2 separate regions of the Sus scrofa genome follow, and region 2 is linked to region 1. The links are chromatin contacts, called in public HiChIP or PLAC-seq maps. All regions are on one chromosome and are shown on one strand. Each heading gives the region's core, a stretch centred on a gene start, on an enhancer-like site or on the middle of the called end of the contact. The rest is flanking DNA. Distances are from core to core; before and after follow the strand shown.

Region 1 (3,454 bases), core at 757-3,256:
TTCTTTAGGCTTGGAATCTGGCTGGCTCACCTCTGACAGAGCTTACCACCTTTTGCAGAAGGAGGAAGCTTGCACCAAGGCTGTAAGGCCCACCTCCAGATAGAGACACAATTTAGTCACTTCACAGGGACCCACCAACCCTCTTCCACAAAGAAGTCCAGGGATTTCCAGGAAAAGCTCTAAGAAGTAACATCCCTGTAATTTCTACTAGGCAAAAAGTAGCAATTGTCTCTGCTAAGCTTTAGGCCTTGTAGTGAACCTTTTTTTCCTAAGAAAGATTCTGTAATCCTGGAAAGGAGGTAACTAAATTTAAATACACGTTATCTTCAACCCAGGTAAAGCCGAGCCATGATTATATCCAACACGGATAAATTTCATAGTAAGTAGAATAACACAGAAGTTAAAGAAAGAGAATAAAGGAGAAACCAGGAGACCCTCTCTCAGCATCTCCTCCATTCTTATTTAATGATTCAGACCTGCTGAAAAAACTAGAATCTTAATTTGGTCCAGCCTAATTGAGAAAATGAGGCAATAAAAATTATGTCAAAGAATTTTAGGTATACTCTATTTTACTCCAAAAATATAAATATACACCCACCAAGACCAAGTACCTTGGAGTGTACTAAGGGGTGACAAGGAAGTCTTGAGGGCACTATCTCTCCAGGGCTTTGCAGCAGGCCACAGGGACCTAACTGGATTCTTGGAGCATATAAGGACCCAGGAGTGCCCGAAGATGGCAAATACCAAGCAGTACTGTTAAGGTTAGAACAGGTTAATTTAAAAATAGCTATATGTATATATTGTTTTTCTAGGGAGGAAATTAGCATGTTTATTAATGCAAAACACAAAAATTTCCTGTAGTAACAAGAGTCCGGGGACAATTTATTTGGAAATATTTCATCCAATATTTTTGGAGATTCACACACACACACACACACACACATGCTTTCTCTGAAACATTAGGATACTATGCATATTTTTCTTTTATAACCAGTTTTGTTTTACATAATGGTATATAATTTTCCCATGTCATTAAATATACTTTAAGGAGTTCCCGTCGTGGTGCAGTGGTTAACGAATCCGACTAGGAACCATGAGGTTGCGGGTTCGATCCCTGCCCTTGCTCAGTGGGTTAACGATCCGGCGTTGCCGTGAACTGTGGTGTAGGTTGCAGACACGGCTCGGATCCTGCGTTGCTGTGGCTCTGGTGTAGGCCAGTGGCTACAGCTCCGATTCGACCCCTAGCCTGGGAACCTCTATATGCCGTGGGAGCAGCTCAAGAAATAGCAAAAAGACAAAATAAATAAATAAATAAATAAATAAATAAATATACTTTAATAGTTGGCACTATTCCATCGTTGGATGGTATCAAAAATCACGTAACTAACCCCTACTGTTGGACAACTGAGCTGTTTCTAATTTTATGATAACAGAAGTCGCACTGGGAGGAACAGCTCCATATATTACAACATCTCTCCATTTAAAATCTGTGTCTAAAGCTCAGATTATTGGTTCCTTTTGTGGCACAGTGGAAACAAATCTGACTAGGAACCATGAGGTTGCAGGTTTGATTCCTGGCTTTGCTCAGTGGGTTAAGGATCCGGAGTTGCCACAAGCTGTGATGTAGGTCACAGATGCAGCTGGGATCTGGCATTGCTGTGGCTGTGGCCGCTAGCTGTAGCTCCACTTCGATCCCTAACATGGGAACCTCCATATGCCACAAGTGTGGCCCTAAAAAGCAAAAAAAAAAAAAAAAAGGATTTTAAAAAGCAAAACTTATTTACTATTATAAATGGAAAACCAGCATCATATGTCATAAAGGCAGTCATACAATGGAAAACCTAACAGTGTCATGAAACTAGCACTGATACTTCTATCCCTTTTCTCATCCCTTTCTATGAAATGGGAGAGTAGGAAGGCTTAAAAAGTTCTTAAAGTCATACTAGCACTAAGCTGAGATTTTTCTCCTTCCCTTGATCAGGAGATTGGAAAGGAGCTGACTAGAGGAGTCACTTCCTCTCTATGGGAGTCAGTGTTAGACGAGGTCACAAATGTGTACCACATAAAATTACCCTGCACCGCCTGAAATAAACCCAAAGGGAAACATGTTTTAGGATACATGTCTGGAAGTAGAATTACTGGGATAAAAGGTATGGACACTTTCCAAAAGTTTTGATAAATTCCATCCAAGTTAGTTTTACCATAGGTTTACTATGACAGTGCCCATTTTACTTTACCCTCAAGCACTAAGAGTTATAAACAAAAATGTTAAGCTTTTCAGTAAAAGATATTCAGCAGATGAATTTTCAAAGCTACTTTCGTATTCCTCCAGCAAGTCTCTGACCCTAGGGGAGGACAATTATATGAACCTTCAGATAGTGGTAAATTTACACAAACTGATATTGCACTTGGTTTCACCAAGCTAAAGTAAACTCAGTAAAGCATGAGTAAGTGACTTTAGCATTTGCAAATATTTTAGAATGTTTTTGTGCTGGCAAAGGTCAAATGAGGATCAGAAGAGCATGGATTCCAAAGTATACTTTGGAGAAATAAGAGACCCAAAGGAAAATTACTTTTGAGACACAAATAACTACAAATTTTCAGTAAGTCAAGGAAAACTCTAAAAGAAACATATGTTTAAGCCTTCCTATCTTGGTATGATATGTAGCTGCACAAGTAGATTACAGATTAACGCAACTGTTAAGAAAAGACTTTTAAAATAGAAAACTAAAAGTTTATTTTAAGCATGAAGAGTTAGTAACAACAGAAAGCTTGCAGATTATTTCAATAATTCCTTGGCAGACACGTGCATATATGCGCCTGTGGGACAGAAGAGAATTAAAAACATGCTAAAAAGTTTCTTATGTTTGGAATGAAACTAGAGGGTCTGATTAATTTTTAGCATTTATAGGAAAATATGTTTACCTATGCTTGAGAATTTAATGAGGGGTCCTATTCAAGTCACTAAATAAAATGAAGGAAGGAATGAGGACAAAAACACCTTGATGAATCCAGAAGTAGTTTGTAAGAAAAAAGCTCAGAGAACTCATGATAAATTGATGCCAAAACAAGATGGCAGAAATAAGGCCACATTTACCAGTGATCGAAATAAATATGAATGAATTAAATTTTACCATTAGACTTTCAAACTAAATGCCCAATAATGGAAAATGGATAAATAAATCATGATACTACATTTTAAAGAAAATGTGTATCTGTGTGTGTATATGGCACAGAACGAGGTCTGACTTAAATAGCTCAGAAAGTGGTAGAAAAATATATAAGCGCAGAAAAGAATCTAGAAAAAAACACCAATTTGGTAACTGGTTGCCTATACAGAGTAGAATTACAGGGGACAGGAGTGGACTTCCCCATCTCACTTTATGAATGTCACTAATAGCATGTAACCAGAGAAAGAAGAAGAAATGGGATAATAAATATAAGGGCAGAATCA
Region 2 (3,492 bases), core at 582-3,081, 440 kb before region 1:
AAGATTTGTGGCTGGGCTGGGGTCGGGAGTGGGGAGTTAAGGGCGAGAGTGGTGTGAAATAGGCTACACACGCCCCTCTGTTTGTGGATTAGCCCTGTGTACACAGAATCAGTGTTAAGTTCGCAAATATACAAGTGAAAAGTCTGCCCTAGTGTTTGCAGCTGCAAAGGCCAGGGCAAGAACATTGTCCATGCAAACGTCCAGTGTGTTTTTGGTAGCTGGGTACATTCACAAGCATGTGTATGTGTATCTAAAGCCTGCTGACCCCAAAGTGAGAAATCTCTGCTTCTGGGCTCGTTTTTTCTGATGCATATTGTCACGAACTGCAACTGGCTGGGAATTTTAAAGGGTCGTATTCATACCAAAAGCATTAGTTATAACAGTCGCGCTATTGAGCACAGAACAATGCTCACATTGTGCCTTTTTATAAAAAACACATGGGGCTCCTGCTGAGGCAGTTGTGGGTTCTAACATTATGCTTTGCTTCTCTCCTTTGAACGCTGTGGGCGGGGTCTCGGCTCCAAGCTCCTCGGCCTAGCAGGCTCCCTGTAAGACGCTTTCTGGATGGAATCTACTGACTTCTGTCTTTTTACACCGACCCCATTGCATTCTCCCACTGGGATAGTCTTAGAAACACTTAACGCCGTCTATTAGGCCAGCGGAAATTGGGAAATTGCGTATTTCAGACACATCAGCCCCAGCCCCCAGGATGGGCATGAGAAGCAGCGTCTGCCTTTGTCTGGTTAAACTGCCTCTTTGCTGGGTTTTGCTCTGCGGAAATTGGAGGCTTCGGTGCTAGTCTCGACCAGATCGAGGGAGCACACGAAAGCAGGGCCACACCTCCCGCGCCCATCCTTCCATTTTGCCGCCGTCTCCTTCCTGCCCCCATCATCTCCTTTCCACCCACCCCTTACTCCTTCAGAGGGCAAGAAGGAGCTCACTAGGCTTGTTCGACAACAGCACAGCAAAGACTTTGGGGCCGGGGGCGGGGCAGAAGCCGGTGAATTCCACCCCCGTGGACGCTGCCAGCAGAGGGCACTGTTCTCCTGGTGATGAAAGCGTCTATCTCCACTTGACCACCCGCAGCCTCCTCAGCTCCCAGGCCGTCTCGGCTAGCCACAGGGATTTTGGCTCGTTCCAAGCAGTGTCCTTGTTGGGGCTGAGGTTAAGCCCTTTTGCTTCTAGCGGGAGGGCATTCTGGCCAGCCAGCTGTGGGCAGGGTGGTTCGCTTTCCTTTGCCACAAGCCTTTTGTTCGAAAGTCCCTGGGGAGGGGGAAGCTGGGGGGTGTCGATCTCGAGTATCAGTATCAAAAAGAGCCTTACTAAGAAATAGCAACAACAACAACAACAACAACAAAAAGACAAAAAAAAAAAAAAAAAAAAGGAGTTCCCGTCGTGGCGCAGTGGCTAACGAATCCGACTAGGAACCATGAGGTTGCGGGTTCGGTCCCTGCCCTTGCTCAGTGGGTTAACGATCCGGCGTTGCCGTGAGCTGTGGTGTAGGTCGCAGACGCGGCTCGGATCCCGCGTTGCTGTGGCTCTGGCGTAGGCCGGTGGCTACAGCTCCGATTCAACCCCTGGCCTGGGAACCTCCATATGCCGCGGGAGCGGCCCAAGAAATAGCAACAACAACAACAAAAAGACAAAAAAAAAAAAAAAAAAAAAAAAAGAGCCTTACTTAGTTCCCCAGGGTGGAAAAGACGGTTTCTCGGGGCTCTGCGGCAGTTTTCTGCCTGCGCCCCCGCCTGCTGGTCCCGCCCCCACCCGGGCGCCCGGGTGCTGCTCCCAGGCTGCGCTGAGCAAGGTTGTTGCTGGGCAACAGTAAGCCTCGTGGCCTCCTCCCCCGCTTGCCTCATCCCGCCTCCGCTGCTCCTCCTAATAGGGATTTAATGAGGGTACTTTTTACCTCCAGACTGTAAATTGCAAACCGAGTAGGGAAGCAATAACGTTCCGCGGCGCCCCAAACCAGCGCGCAATCGTGCTGGAACAGCCTGCCTGGCACCCCGCGTACCTCGGCGAGCGGCTGGTGTAAACCTCTGCGCTCCTCACGGGAGCAATTTACAGCGTTGCTCAGTCACGTGTAATTCAGAAGCTTCCTGGGCCCTTCAGGTCGAATGCGGTTGAGGACCGCAGGCGGAAGAGGTCAAAGGGGAATGTAGGGGACGGAGGCAAATGCTGTAAAGCAATCCTCCCAACGACTCTGTGGCGTGACTGTCACAGCCTGGCTGCAGATGAGACAGTCATGACGGGTGTTTATCTGTTGTCTTTGAAATTTAAGCCAGCACCAACTTCTCACTTGTCTCCCACTCCCCTCTTTGGAGGAGAAGTCTAGATAGCTCTCGCTCAAGCGCTGTCCTCTCCCTTCCCCCCGCCGTCTCTTCCTTTCCTCTTCCCTGCAGTAAATCTCAGGCCACCTCTGCTCCACAGGTTCAAGTCCAGAGGTGTGGCCGTTCTGAGACGGTGATGCCAGTCACAGCTTTTTTCACGGCAAAAAAGCTATCTGGAGAGGAACAGAGAGTCTATTTATTAAACCATTTTAAAAGGTCAAATAACTTCTTCCAGGAAAGGCCCAAAAAAAGGGGGGCAGAATATGGGTCCTGGGTGGGCCCAGCTTTATAACCATGTACATGGAGGGGTGCTTTCAGTCCAGAAGGCTGAATGACTGCTTGTTTAGATCTGGGAGGTGCGGGTGGGGATGCTGGAGGAATGTGCATGAAGAAAGGCATTGTGGGATTTCCCTTGTAGCGCAGCGGGTTAAAGACCCAGCATTGCCACTGCAGCAGTGCTGGTCACTGCTGTGGTGCAGGTTCGATCCTTGGCCCAGGAATTTCCACATGCCACTGGGTGTGGCCAAAAAAGAAAGAAAAAGGTGACATTCTAACTTAAAGCATTTTCATTTTCAGAATATGGGATAATTTTCCTTTTGTGAGAATACATTTCGTTGGTAGAGTTAGTGTTGTTTATATATATATATATATATATATATATATATATATATATATATATATAAATGCTACATAGTAAAAGAATGGTGATCATGGAGAGCAGAGCCACAAATAAGATTCGGTTTTGGAATTAGCCAGCTATCCCTTTGGGACCAACTGGGCACTCCCTAGTGTTTCCGGATGGCATTGCAGTTTACGAAGAATTCTACTTACTGATTCCCTGTGTTTCTGCCTCTCCACAGCCTGTAGGATGGGTACTGCCAGTCTCATAGAGAGGGGGAGATGGAGCTTGGGGAATTGGTTTATTTGCCTAAGGTCACTAAATGAATAAAGGGCTAAAATGAGCCCTTCTTGCTTCTCTGCAACAGGACAGTGTAAGGGAAAAGAGCACCAGGATAGCGTCTGGACTGTGACAGCTACTGTGAGGTCTGGACAAGTTACTTACAGTTTCCCTAGGCTTCAGCTTATTCTTTTTTTTTTTTTTTTTTTTGCTTTTTAGGGTTGCACCCGAGGCATATGGAGGTTCCCAGTAGGCTAGGGGTCCAAT

Evidence for each region. HiChIP or PLAC-seq counts read pairs in DNA pulled down with a chosen protein or histone mark.
Region 2: an H3K27ac HiChIP or PLAC-seq map of alveolar macrophages shows a contact between it and region 1. The contact joins two enhancer-like sites. A contact is called at or near these places in 1 of 5 promoter capture datasets (fetal liver), 1 of 47 Hi-C or Micro-C datasets (embryonic fibroblasts) and 2 of 2 datasets of contacts at active chromatin or transcription factors (alveolar macrophages and skeletal muscle).

What each region holds. Positions count from the first base shown.
Region 1 is chr2:134,705,868-134,709,321 of Sscrofa11.1, reverse strand. The region is part of intron 9 of SLC22A5 (solute carrier family 22 member 5); the gene reads right to left. Among named protein-coding and RNA genes, the nearest start is that of SLC22A5, 47 kb to the right of the region's middle. Within about 2 kb of position 2,006, at least 7 of the 83 cell types and tissues checked have an H3K27ac peak or open chromatin away from gene starts, as enhancers often do. A contact at or near this core is called in alveolar macrophages, where this site is marked.
Region 2 is chr2:135,144,615-135,148,106 of Sscrofa11.1, reverse strand. It overlaps SHROOM1 (protein Shroom1), which reads left to right. Exons shown (of 8, transcript XM_021084746.1): 8 at 1-279. Among named protein-coding and RNA genes, the nearest start is that of SHROOM1, 6.2 kb to the left of the region's middle. Within about 2 kb of position 1,831, at least 41 of the 83 cell types and tissues checked have an H3K27ac peak or open chromatin away from gene starts, as enhancers often do. A contact at or near this core is called in alveolar macrophages, where this site is marked.